Linked DNA regions of Mus musculus: regions 1 and 3 are each linked to region 2. The links are chromatin contacts, called in public HiChIP or PLAC-seq maps. All regions are on one chromosome and are shown on one strand. Each heading gives the region's core, a stretch centred on a gene start, on an enhancer-like site or on the middle of the called end of the contact. The rest is flanking DNA. Distances are from core to core; before and after follow the strand shown. Region 1 overlaps Snx29 (sorting nexin 29). Region 2 holds the start of Cpped1 (calcineurin-like phosphoesterase domain containing 1). Region 3 overlaps Snx29 (sorting nexin 29).

Region 1 (4,511 bases), core at 29-2,528, 260 kb before region 2:
TTCTAGTTGTATTTTGTTCTAACAGTATTGACACACACACATTCTTACACTTAGAGACCATACTGGCCACGTGTATTCCCTCATTGCTTTTGAAAAAGACCAAGCTTTTATGTATGCTATTAAACTTTTATCAAAGTACACTTTGAGTAGCTATCACACTTTTATTTAAGGTTTTTAACTGGTAGTACTGTGTTTCAAAATGCATTCTAAGAGGCTGGAAATGTAGCTCACTTGACAGAGTGCTTGCTGAACATGCATAAAGGCCTAGCTTCCATTGCCAGTACTGCATAAATCAGCCCTGGAAAGGCAGAGTCAGGAGGATCAAAAGTTCAAGGTCATCCTCGTCTATATGGAGAACTCAAGGCCAGCCTGGGCTACATGAGAACCTATCTCAAAACAACACCACCACAAAATGGCTGTAGTGATGAATGGTGGCCCAGTTCTACCCCAGGTCCACGGGGCACGTTTGCCATCAATACCTTGAGTTTCACATCTGCAGGTTTTGGATGCAAAAGCAGGCACAGGTACTAGGTAGGTCTCACCTCTCCATGTTGGTGCCCTAGTTGAGTTAGGCTTGCATCTGAACCAGATCTGTCTCATAGATCTTTGCATAATGTAGAGAAAGTCAACTCATTCTCGAGAAGCATCTCAGAAGATGGCTCATTCCATCTTACGGAAGCTGAGGCTCTCAAGCTCACTCTCCACCTGTTGGCAGTGACAGCTCCTGTCAACTGCTTGTTGTATATTATCTAGGATAGTGCATGCTCTCTCACTCTCTTGCTCTCTTTAAAAATTGTTTTAAGATGCCTCCTTACATGGCCTTTTTCTGTAGCTAACATTGTTAAAATAGTTGAATAGTTTATATATTTTAACTTCTATAATCAAGGACACTTGAGATTTGGTTTTGGTTTATACTGGGGATGGAATACAGGGCCTTCTCCATGCTGGCAAATGCTCTACCACTGAGCTACCACCTGCTGCCTGAGGGATGATCTCTGGCAAACATTTTAGATGGTGTGGGCTTGTTGCTTCTAGGTAAATTTTGGCAAAAGGTTCCTTCTTAAAGGATGGCTTTTTTTTTTTGTTTTGTTTTTTAAGTGATCTCGGTACTTGCAGCCTCCTGCCTTCTGAATATGTTATATCAGCTCTTTCCAGCTACCTACAGAAAGTGATAGTCACAAAAACAGCAATGTGACACAAGAGCCCAGTCCAGTAAGACCTTGGACAAGTGAGGAACTTGGTGCTGCCTTGTGAGAGTGGAGTCTGCCCAGTGACAAGGCAGAAGTCTGTCTGCTTCCTGAATCTTCTGTACACAGAGCTCTCAGCTAACTGCTTCTAGAAAATCCCTCACAAGCACACCCAAAGGTGTGCCTCACCAATCTAGATGATTCTGAATCTGTCCATCACAGTGTATCTCAGAACTGATTTGCTCAGGACCTTGGGACTAGGAAGAAGGCAGGCTAACATTTGGTGTGAAGCCACTTAGGTCAAGACTCAGGCTCCCACTCACTCCTGCTCCTGTCTCCACAGCTGGGCTGCTCTCTCTCTTCAAGGCACACCTTCTAGTCTCTTCCAGCCTTCCTTACACGAAAGCCTCAGGACTCCACCTTTAGCTGGTTTCATTTTCATTTTCATTAGAGAACTGAACAGACCTGGCTTGTATCTGCTTCCTAGATGGAAGCTCCAATTCTTCTTTTCTTTTCTTTTCTTTTTTTTTTTGAAGGTGAACATAGTTTTATTTCATATTAACTTACAGTGTTCTCCACCTCACAGAATAGAGCCTATCCCACTATGTCCTCAAGCTAGAGACTCAGGGAATCATTCCTTTGCATCTATCTAGTTGATCCCCATGGCCCCAGATTTGTAACTTCCAATATTCTGAGACAATCCCTTCCTTCCTCTCTATTCCTTTCATGGCCTCGGCCGTGACCATACTTTTGCCTGAAGGCTATCGCAGCCTCCTACCTTAGTTCTGCTTCCTATGTTCTGTATCCTTTATAAGACCAACCAAGAAATCTCATAAGTTTGCACTCAGGCATAAAACTCCAATGGTTTCAAATGGCTGAAAAGTATATGGTAGCCTCTCTGAACCTGCACTGTAAGCCCATTTCCAAGCCTCAGTTTTTGCCACTAGCTCTCCCAAAATGTTCTTCTCATTGTTCCTGACATTCAAGCAGCTTGTGACTATGTTTTATATTTATATTGCTTACTCTATATATTTTTTAAGCACTCTGGGATTGAACTCAGATCTTATACAGGCTAGGCAAGCACCCTGTCACTGAGATACACCTCAACCCTTTTATTCATTCATTTATTTATTTATTTATTTATTTTTATTTTTATTTTTCCCACATTTTTATTACATATTTTCTTCATTTACATTTCAAATGCTATCCTAAAAGTCCCCTATATCTACCCCCACCCCCACCCTGCTCCCCTACCCACCCACACTCCCTCTTTTTGGCCCTGGAGTTCCCTTGTACTAGGGCATACAAAGTTTGCTATACCAAGGGGCCTATCTTCCAAATGATGGCGGACTAGGCCATCTTCTGCTACATATGCAGCTAGAGACACGAGCTTTGGGGGTATTGGTTAGTTCATATTGTTGTTCCTCCTATAGGGTTGCAGACCCCTGCAGCTAATTGGGTAATTTCTCTAGCTCCATGTTGGGGGCCCCGTGTTCCATGCTATAGATGACTGTGAGCATCCACTTTTGTATTTGCCAGGCACTGGCAAAGCCTTACAGGAGACAGCTATATTAGGGTCCCTTCAGCAAAATCTTGCTGGCGTATGCAATAGTGTTTGCGTTTGGTGGCTGATTATGGGATGGACCCTCGGGTGGGGCAGTCTCTGGATGGTCCATCCTTTTGTCTTAGCACCAAACTTTGTCTCTGCAACTCCTTCCATGGATATTTTATTCCCTAGTCTAGGGAGGAATGAAGTATTCACGCGTTGGTATTCCTTCTTGATTTTCTTGTGTTTTGGAAGTTGTATCTTGGGTATTCTAGGTTTCTGGGCTAATATCCACTTATCAGTGAGTGCATATCAAGTGATTTCTTTTGTGATTGGGTTACTTCACTCAGGATGATATCTTCCAGATACATCCATTTGTCCAAGAATTTCATAAATTCATTGTTTTTAATAGCTGAGTAGTACTTCATTGTGTAGCTGTACCACATTTTCTGTATCCATTCCTCTGTTGAGGGACATCTGGGTTCTTTCCAGCTTCTAGCTATTATAAATAGGGCTGCTATAAACATAGTGGAACATGTGTCCTTATTACCAGTTGGAACATCTTCTGGGTATATGCCCAGGAGAGGTATTGCTGGATTTAGTGGTAGTATTATGTCCAGTTTTCTGAAGAACCAACAGACTGATTTCCAGAGTGGTTGTACAAGCTTTTAATCCCACCAGCAATGGAGGAGTGTTCCTCTTTCTCCACATCCTCTCCAGCATCTGCAGTCACCTGAATTTTTGATCTTAGTCATTCTGACTGGTGAGAGGTGGAATCTCAGGGTTGTTTTGATTTGAATTTCCCCGATGATAAGGATGTTGAACATTTTTTCAAGTGGGAAGCTCCAATTCTTGATTTCACTTGTTAGTCGAGGGAAACAGCACTCAACTTGCCTCAAGTTGTGGAAATTGATGGACATTGTCAATAAATTCCCCTCACTTCCCCATGCTGGTCTCTGGTTTAGGTGCTTCCCTTTTCTTTGTCTAGATTCTTAAGATCCTAGTCAGGTTCAGGCATAAGGTGAGAAGCCCCACCTTGGGAGGTGGAAAACATCATCATCATTTTAACAGCTACCAGCACGGGTGTCAGGTAGCCAGGGCAGAGCTGTTCTAAGCCCTTGTGCCAGCCCTGATGACTGAGTCCCCATCTCAGTCCAGTGTTGGGGGTTGGGAGATCACTGGAGTTCACGTGCTGTCAATATCTCCTGGTCTTCACACTTGCCTCATGGTGTATGGCTGGGACCCGAGCAGTGTTGGTAAGGGCCATCATGACACTGTCTGATTTCTGTTACCAATCATGTTTTAACATAGGTCTTGTCAGTCAGAAGACTCCATGTTCTTTCCTCCTGTAGTTGCACATACATTATAGGGCAAAAAGACAGCCATTTTGAGAGGGCAGTGGCCTTTTTTGCTCACATACTGGGTGTGACATTAGTGATACTCTTCACGATGACAATAGATATTTTTTTTCATTGTACAGATGATATCTTATGTCACCAGTCCTAATTAGTCCTTTATAGCTCCAAAATTACATACTTTTATATGCCTGTGATTATCTCAATAGGATTAACAGTGATTTTTCTGTAAAGATAATTGAGATCGTGTGTGACAGCGTGTTTTAATGACTGCAGTATCATCCCCAGCCAGCCCTTCATGAAATCTTATTGTTTTTTAGTAGTTGCTTTCCCCCTCACTCTGAGAGGAAGTGTTGAGGACAGGAGAGACAGAAGTTTTTGGTGAATATGCAAACTGATAACCCATGCATTTCCCCCTGCCTT
Region 2 (4,253 bases), core at 828-3,327:
AGGGTTTCTTTGAATGGCCCTGGCTGTCCTGGAACTCACTCTGTAGAACAGGCTGGCCTCGAACTCAGAAATCTGCCTGCCTCTGCCTCCCAAGTGCTGGGATTAAAGGTGTGTGCCACCACTTCTGGAAGGTAATATAGCTATACCTGGTAAATCTGGGGATGATTATACTCTATAACCCACATCCCTGCTCCAGAAGAAATTCTCCCATGTGTTTATAAAAGACAGTTGTACAAAAAGGCTTACTATAATACTGTTTACAAGAATGAAAAGCACGTAACTAAATGGTCATTGTATCAGTCAGGACCAAGGGAGGAATAGTAAATATACTAAAACTAAGAAAATGCCTGAGTCATTTTCAAAGGGATTATCTGGGATGAGATGAATATAAAGAGACTATGAGGAACATTAAGCAGCCAAAAGATAGAGCCACTGTCATTCAGATACCTCCATCTGGGAACAGAGTCTAAGAACATAAAGACTGTTGGGAGAAACAGGGCCTTCTAGGGAGGAATACAGTCTACAAAGGGGAACCCTGGAAGGGCATCAAGTGCAGGAATACACATTCAGGTGTTTGTTTCTCCTCCCCCTAATCTCCCGTGGGAGCTTCTGGTTGGCTGAGTGTCTTCTTGCCCAGCTCTCCTGCCAATCTAAGGATCAGGACAAAGAGTTCATTCCTGCAAGCAGTCGCTCCTAGAGCACTGTGGCAAAGAGAAATCTGGAGAAGCAAAGACAAGAAAGACACCAAGTTGGTAAAACTCAGCACATCCATTAACAAAACATACAGCACGAATGCGCAATCAATGGGATACTGTTCAGAAGGAAGGAAGGAAGGAGAACTACTTAGAATAGGAGGCATCTCAAAAACATGTAGGCTGGGAAAACAAACAAACAAAAACCTAAGACACATTAAAATCTGTAGAAAATGGCAACACTGCAGACTGGACTTTCCCCAGTCCACCATCAGTGGATTTTTGGCTGTGCGCACCTGTGCAGAACCTTGAACTGCAAGGAGGGGAAAAGAAACAAAGGCCTAGCAGAGAACTGTAGGATTGATCTTCTTTGGCTAGCTAGGCAGAGGTAAGTCTGAGGAAATGAACCTGAAAATAGGATGTGAAGGCTGAGAAGGTGCCAGACTTCCAAGTCCCACCAGGTGAGCAGAGGAGAGCAGGTGCCAAGGCCCTCCGGGTTTGGAACGGGCCTGATTCTTTTTTCAGAGCAGTTCAGGCAAATTAGAGGCTGGATAACAAGGCGAGCGTTCCTGTGATTCTAAGCCAAGTGCCAGAGAAGAATCAACCCCAAAGATCCAAAGGAAACACAGGGAAACAGGAACCAATCCGGTATCCTCTGAGTTGCTGGGGCCTATCATTTGCTTAACACCCAGCATGTGTTCCACACCCAAGGTTACAGAAATAGTCTGATGTGTTAACAACGCTCCCTTTGAGGCAAGACTGGGTCAGATTATCTAAGCCCAACTTCCAAGAACGCTACCTGGACCAGAATGCCTTCCCTTTCTACGGTTACAGTAAGCAACTGGATATAAAAACACTCTCACTACAATTGACAGCCCCTGACACACACAGCGCTTGTCAGCTGCCCCGCAGAAGCTTGCCAAGGAAGAGAGAAGACAGGCCCCGTAGCAGAGCCCAAGCAGTCATTCACTTCTCTGCCACCTCCGCCCCGCTTCTGTTTAGTTTGTTTGCTTTATTTTTTAAGTTTGTGGTTTGCAAGGTCAAGTCAAGGCCAGCGAAGCACCCAACACTGCGAGGGAGGAACAACTCCGACAACGGTCCCCGGTGCTGTGTGCAACCCACGAAGGGATCCGGATAGAAGTGAGCGCCCGCGACCGGAAGGTTCCCCTCGCGGAAGGTTCTGCAGCTCTGGAGTGCCCCCCTTCCCAGGCGAAGAGCCAAGCAGTACCTGAGGAAAACGCGTCCAGGGTCCTGCCCCGGGCTCTGTGGAAAACATCCGCCGCCTCCATAGCGGACATGGCGAGCGACTGGCCTTGCCTGGGCACGTTCTGTGAGAGGAGGGAGCGACTCCACACCACCCGGCAGCCCCGCCTGGAACAGCTTCTGGAACCTGCCCTCCAGGAGGGCCGGGCGGGGCGGGGCCGCTCTGGGTGCTGCTAGTACTGCCTGGGCAGAACACGGAGATTGCCACCCCTAGTGGGATCCTCCCGGGGTCAGGATCCAACTTTCACTGGAACAGACTGGGGGTTGAGGCTTTGAGGCCTGGAGTTGTCTTATGTAACACGCATCGGGCCGCTTCATAATTTGGGATTTCAGGTTAACAAGAATAGGAAAAAACAAAACAAAAACAAACAAACAAAAAAACCCAACAAAACCCACGTTTAGCTTAAATATATCTCATGCAGTATTTGGGAGATACTTAAGCAGTTATTTTTAAAATATTGTTTATCTGAAATTCCATTTCAATTTGATGTCCTAAGTTTTATGTTGCAACCCTTCCAAACTGCCCACCATAATCTCAAGAGTCTTTAAGGCATCTTGACTGCCTGGACATTGCCACTGTCATTCTGTCACTGTTGTTGCTGGGTAACAGGCATTGCCCGAAGTACTTTGTGTTTTGCTTGTTACCTCATTGACTGCACTTGTCAGATGGGGAAACTGACACTCAGAGAGAGACACAACTCCTGAAAGCTAAGAGCTGCAGGTGAGCAAGACAAAATCTATCCAACTCAAAAGCCGTTACACTGGACTACAACCCTCACACTTGGTAGCAATCCAGATTTCGAGGTGGAAAATGTTAAATTCAGATCTCCAAAAAGAGGATACATTTATTAAGCACTACAGGGGAATTCCTAGGATCTGCCAAGTTGCTAAATTTTCTTCTCAACAAGTGTAAGCCTGAAATGTTCGTATGGTTAACAGAGCTAGGATGATGTCCCATGACCTTGAACTAGAGTCAGATATAAGTCCTAGCAATTTAGGACAGAAATACAAATGAGCTTGTGTCTCAGCTACTTGGGTTTATCCTAATACTACCACTTACTTTAGGTATGATCTTAAAAATTAGTTGCTCTGCACCTCAGTTTTCCTACCTGTCAAATGAGAACAATAACAATACCTAGGGTTATTGGGTTGGTGAGAAAGTTAGATGATGTTGTAATTTGCACATAAGATGTCTCCCGTAGGCTCATGTTGGAAGTTGTCCCCAGCTAGTTGTGAACGAAAGAAAAAGAAATAAAAAGGAAGGGAAAGGATATGAATTCCCCCTAGGTGTGGTGGAGGAGAAAGCTTATCTGTGGGAGAGTGTAGCCAAAAGCTGAGACATCTGTGAAAATCTAATACTGGGCAAGGGGAAGGGGTAAGGAGAAGGAGGGAAGAAAAGAACCAGGTGCAGCAGCCAGGAGGCCAAAGGTACAAAAAGGCTGGGTAACAAAATGTCTGGACTATATAGGGAAGAGCCCCTGGGGGGGGGGGGAAGGGCAGCCCAGCCTCTGGGCTGGAGTGTTCAGGGTAAAGGGTGGGATATGCCAGCCATACCCTATATCAGGTAGGAACTGAGGCTGCTGGAAGAACCTGGAGGCCAGGTCCACTTTGATGTGCTAAACTGGCACCTCACCCATGTCCTGGGTTTAAAACTTAACAAATGGCAGTGGTTTGGGAGGTTCAGAGAACTTTAGAAGGTGATTCCAGGTTAAAGAATAAAGGTCTTTGGAAGGCGTGTCTTGGAGATAATCTTGTTCCTAAACACTTCCTGTGACAGTGTGCCGCTTGCCCTTCTTGAGGTGAGAAGCTCCTGTGCCATACATCTTTGTGATGTTTGGCTAAGTTCCTGTGCAAGCATCTGCAACATAAAAACCTTTCTCTGATCCGTTTCTGCCATAGTCGTGAACAAAGTAACAAGAGTTGATGGATTTGTATGTCAAACTGCTTAAAGTAACAGTTGCAGTGGCAAGTAGTAAGTATATTAGCCATGGTAATTATTAATCATCATACCTCTATTTGCCACATACAACCTGGACATGAGGAGGGATCTGACGAAATGGGCAAAGTGAAAGTGAATGGCTGAGAGCCAAAGCCCTGATACTTCCGAGGGACTCAGCCCTAGCCTACATCTCAGGCAGTAATTTTTGTATCCACAAGTCTCTCAACTCATTAAATATATGGATCTAGTTCTTTCTTTGCACAGCACCTTTGAAATGTGGTCTTCTAAATAGAAAACTGTTACCAGGAGTGGGGTGGGAGGAGAGGGGTAGATTTTAGAAGGGTGACAGTCACTAGCTG
Region 3 (4,053 bases), core at 1,294-3,793, 280 kb before region 2:
CTCTGCTCAGATGTACATGAGTGCTGTTTGGTATGAGGAAGGCATTCTTAGGGGAGAAAAGCAGTCTTGATGTTCATAAAAGTTAATGTTTTTCATTTAGTATCTCTCCTTTGAAACTTAGGCCTAATTTATTGAGCTGTGGTTGAAATATTCAGGAGGTCTGTGTGTATTCCTTCCAAAGAAATATGATTAAAAATGCACCCAGCCTCTCCCAACTTCTGGAAGACAGTCAAATATGACAAAGAGCCACATGATTTTAAAGTTTAGATCTTTTTATAAAGAGCCTGGGCTTTCCAGTGTCCTGCAAAATTAATGTGTAAGCAGTCCTCGAGGGTGAAATGTTTTCTAGAGAAGTCCTGGAGCTCAGGGGCATGTACACCTTACATAACTCTCTGGGCCTGGTAACTCATTCCCTAGAATAATAATTAGTAGTCCTAGGTGGACCCCTACGTGGGACTGGCTTCTCTGAAGTCCTCTCTCAAAGACTTAAAACCTGATCAGCAGGCTGGAGCCCATGCCTCATAGAATGAGACCAGGCAGGAGGCATGCTGGGGAGTGGCCTGGGGTTGGGCCTGTCTCTGTAGGGCAGCTCTTGTCCTGCCCTCAACCCTCAGCTTATTGTCACATCTCCTGGGCCCTTCCCCATACTAATTGAGTGTCTTCAATGCTTCCAGAGGCCTCAGAGCTTCTGCTGTGCCTTTGGCCACACTGCATGCCAGCACTCTGAGTCAGGTTCTGATCCACTGACATGCAGAACCAGGCTTAGCATATATTGACTTAGTAGACATTTGTTGACTGAAGACAAATTCATGGCTGAATAAGTGAATGAGAAGATAATTCCAGAATGGAGCAGCATGATACATTGGGCATTGCACCGCAAGGGAGTGGATGAGAAGGGGTTCTGGGTCCTGCTGTGCATGTACTCCTAAGCCATTAGTTTTGACTTTCTTATGCCTCTGTAAGCTTATCCTCCATACCCGTTGAATGGAGCTGAAAGCTAGAATGTAGATGCCCAATGAGAGAACAACATGGCTGCTTCCTAAAGCCCATCCTGGTGCTTAAGTTCCTCCTGTGCTGAAAGCCTTTGAAAAGTGTCAGCTATGAGGAAATGTCCTCGGCAATGTGCTTCAGAGTGACAGTGGTGGGGGCGGGTTTACCCTTGGGGTGGAGAAGACTGGAGCTGAGCAGCTCTGAGCTCAGCAGCTGAGCCAGGCACACAGAGGGACACTATTAGTCAATCCACATTCAAACTTCAGAAATCCTTCAGTAGTTTCTTTTTAATTTCCTTGGGCTGTACAGAAGCAATGAGGAGGCAAGGAGGAAGAGGGGGAGGATACATTACAATTAGAGAATGGTTGCCGCTGACCAGATGAGGGTCCTGCATCCCTGCTCCTTCATCTGTGCGTCTTCCTGCAGCGTTCCCCAACAAAGCTCTACTCAAATTGCAGTTTATTTCCCTCCAAGCTTTTTCCATCCATCCATTCATCCATCCATCCATCCACCCACCCACCCACCCATCCACCCACCCATCCACCCATCCACCCACCATCCATCCATCCATCCACCCATCCATCCATCCACCATCCATCCACCCATCCATCCATCCACCCCCCTACCCACCCATCCACCCACCCATCCACCCACCCACCCACCCATCCACCATCCACCATCCATCCACCCACCCACCATCCATCCATCCATCCATCCACCATCCATCCATCCATCCATCCATCCATCAATCCATCCATCCATCCATCCATCCACTATCCATCCTCTCCCTAATACAGTTCCTGACTCCTCAGTAATAATAGCTGCTGGGTTGTAGCATTTGCTATACGTCAAAAATGGCAGGCTCCACAGAGGCTATTATGTACATATAAGATGCTGTTTTGTGGCAGCCCCTGAGGCCTCAGACATCATACTGGATTCCAATAGTGCTGCTCTTGTTTTACAGGGCAGAGATCTGAAGTCTGAAACCACATAGGGATTGCTATAGTAGTGGACACTAAGACAGCAGTGGGCACTAAGACCCATGTCTCACAAAGCTTGCCAACAGGGATAGGGCACTGTGCTGGTAGCCAGTCATCATGCATGCAGGTAGACAATGTGCCTCCTGGACTGTTCACAGTCCTGATAGAGAGCACAGAGGTCAGCCAGCCACATTGGCCTTCCTTGCTTCTTAGGGCCTTAAGCCCTTACAAAGTGTATTCTTACTGGAACAGTTTTGGGAGGGTCAGTGGAGGGGAAGGGAGAGCCCTTCTGTTAATTCAGCACACAGTTTACTTGGCTCCACACAATGGTGGTAATTAGAACCCATTACAAGCATAAAACACCACATTCAGCCAGGCCTGTGAAAATGGGTCAAGAATTACTTTAAAAGCCTTGTCTGGACTTTCCTTTCAAAAGCTCTGCCAGCCATTCTGGGCTTGTTCACAAAGAGCTACTATTGATTTCTAAGGATCCTGGGATGGTTGTCAGCTCTGCAGGGCCTCATCTTCTTCCCAGCACAGAAAGTCTTTTCAAGCCTGAGGAGCAGGTGGATCAGGAGGAGGAAGGGAAAAGGCAGATGCCCCCTGGGCACATCTCAGCTAGCCCCAGTCTTTTAACGGGCTCATCCACTGGGCAACTGACAGGCCCACTCTGGCATTTAGCTCATTCTAAAGACTCATATTGACCATCCTTCAGGCTCTGTTACAAGTACCATGCATCAGCTGGAAGATCGGGGTAGGAGGGTTCTAAGGTGTTTGCCCAGGTTTAGTCTGGCAATGAGTGAGGGAGTGAAGCAGACCTGAGAGAAATAGAGGGCATTGGTCTTACAGAACCAGGGTACTGCTGGGTAACACTGGTGGATGTCTATCTGAAGAGTAGTGTTATGGTTTGTATATGCTCAGACCAGAGAGTGACACTATTAGAAGGTGTGGCCCTGCTGGAGTAGGTGTGGCCTTGTTGGTGTAGGTGTGTCACTGTGGGTGTGGGCGTTAAGACCCTACTCCTAGCTGCTTAGAAGCCAATATTCTGCAAGCAGCCTTCAGATGAAGATGCGGAGTTCTCAGCTCCTCCTGCACCATGCCTGCCTGGATGCTGCCATGCTCTCACTTTGATGATAATGGACTGAACCTATGAAACTGTAAGCCAGCCCCAGTTAAATGTTCTTATAAGAGTTACCTTGGTCATGGTGTCTGTTCACAGCAGTAAAATCCTAACTAAAACAAGTAGCAATAGATAGCATTTATGAAATAACCCCTTCTGTAGCTTTCTGGAAGATTAACTGATTAGCACCTTGTAAGCCTTCTGAAACTTGTGTTGTTATTTCTGCTGTTTTAAAAACAAGACTGAACCTAAATGAGAAGAAAGTAAGTTGTCCAAGGTCACAGCAACTGAGGGGAGAGGATAGGGTGGGTCTAGTTGGAGCTGTGGAACGGTTGTGTTGTGAGCTGTCCTGGCAGTCTGTGATGATGGTCCTTTGCTTACTGCAGACCCATGCAGCTGCATGGAGCCTCCTTCATTCTCTTGAGGCAAAAGGCCCTGAGCTCAGCACAGGGCTGAAGCTCCTGGCTGTTTTGGCTTGCTTTCTCTTGATCAGTTTCTCAGACACCATGATGAAAGTACCAGTTTTACCTGCTATTTGGATTTCTGGATGCTTGGATTTTGCACACCACCAGGCATAGGTGTCCTCTGGGCTGAAAGAGAGGCTGCTTGTCCCCTTTTCAAGAGGCTTGCTTGTGGATTCCCTGTAAGGCTGCACCATGAAGAGTGAAGGTTAACACTGGGGACCCTGTGGCAGCAGTTCAGACAGGTAGTGACACTTACTGACACCTGTGTCTTAGTGGTCTCTGTCTGTCAAGTAAACCATATAGCTCAGATCAGACCCCTCCCATTTCAATTGGGGTGTAAGGAGGGATAAATCTGCATTTCTCAGAATGGAACCTACCAAGTAATCATGATAACTTACTTGGTCGTGGGCTATTAACCTGTTCCATGAAAGACAAACCTGCATTTCTTACCATAAAAGGGGTTAGTTCTTACCATACTTCAACTGTTTATGCAGCTATC

The links. HiChIP or PLAC-seq counts read pairs in DNA pulled down with a chosen protein or histone mark.
Region 1: a contact with region 2 is called in an H3K4me3 HiChIP or PLAC-seq map of bone marrow-derived macrophages, with 4 times the contacts expected there. The contact joins the enhancer-like site here to the promoter of Cpped1 in region 2. A contact is called at or near these places in 5 of 39 promoter capture datasets (the 3T3-L1 cell line, the C10 cell line, embryonic stem cells and 2 more), 5 of 115 datasets of contacts at active chromatin or transcription factors (the SCID.adh cell line, bone marrow-derived macrophages, large pre-B cells and 2 more) and 1 of 9 other capture datasets (embryonic stem cells).
Region 3: an H3K27ac HiChIP or PLAC-seq map of neural progenitor cells shows a contact between it and region 2, with 2.4 times the contacts expected there. The contact joins the enhancer-like site here to the promoter of Cpped1 in region 2. A contact is called at or near these places in 4 of 39 promoter capture datasets (the C10 cell line, epiblast stem cells, hippocampal neurons and 1 more), 1 of 15 datasets of contacts at CTCF or cohesin (the NIH/3T3 cell line), 7 of 115 datasets of contacts at active chromatin or transcription factors (astrocytes, bone marrow-derived macrophages, embryonic forebrain and 4 more) and 1 of 9 other capture datasets (adipose tissue).

What each region holds. Positions count from the first base shown.
Region 1 is chr16:11,651,608-11,656,118 of GRCm38.p6, forward strand. The region is part of intron 16 of Snx29 (sorting nexin 29); the gene reads left to right. Among named protein-coding and RNA genes, the nearest start is that of Gm32100, 70 kb to the left of the region's middle. Within about 2 kb of position 1,279, at least 58 of the 459 cell types and tissues checked have an H3K27ac peak or open chromatin away from gene starts, as enhancers often do. A contact at or near this core is called in the SCID.adh cell line, bone marrow-derived macrophages, hematopoietic stem and progenitor cells and 2 more, where this site is marked.
Region 2 is chr16:11,907,346-11,911,598 of GRCm38.p6, forward strand. Cpped1 (calcineurin-like phosphoesterase domain containing 1) reads right to left here and starts at 2,078. Exons shown (of 4, transcript NM_146067.3): 1 at 1,921-2,078. The coding sequence starts at 1,990. The region is part of intron 2 of Gm9961 (predicted gene 9961); the gene reads left to right.
Region 3 is chr16:11,623,863-11,627,915 of GRCm38.p6, forward strand. The region is part of intron 15 of Snx29 (sorting nexin 29); the gene reads left to right. Among named protein-coding and RNA genes, the nearest start is that of Gm32100, 42 kb to the left of the region's middle. Within about 2 kb of position 2,544, at least 28 of the 459 cell types and tissues checked have an H3K27ac peak or open chromatin away from gene starts, as enhancers often do. A contact at or near this core is called in neural progenitor cells, where this site is marked.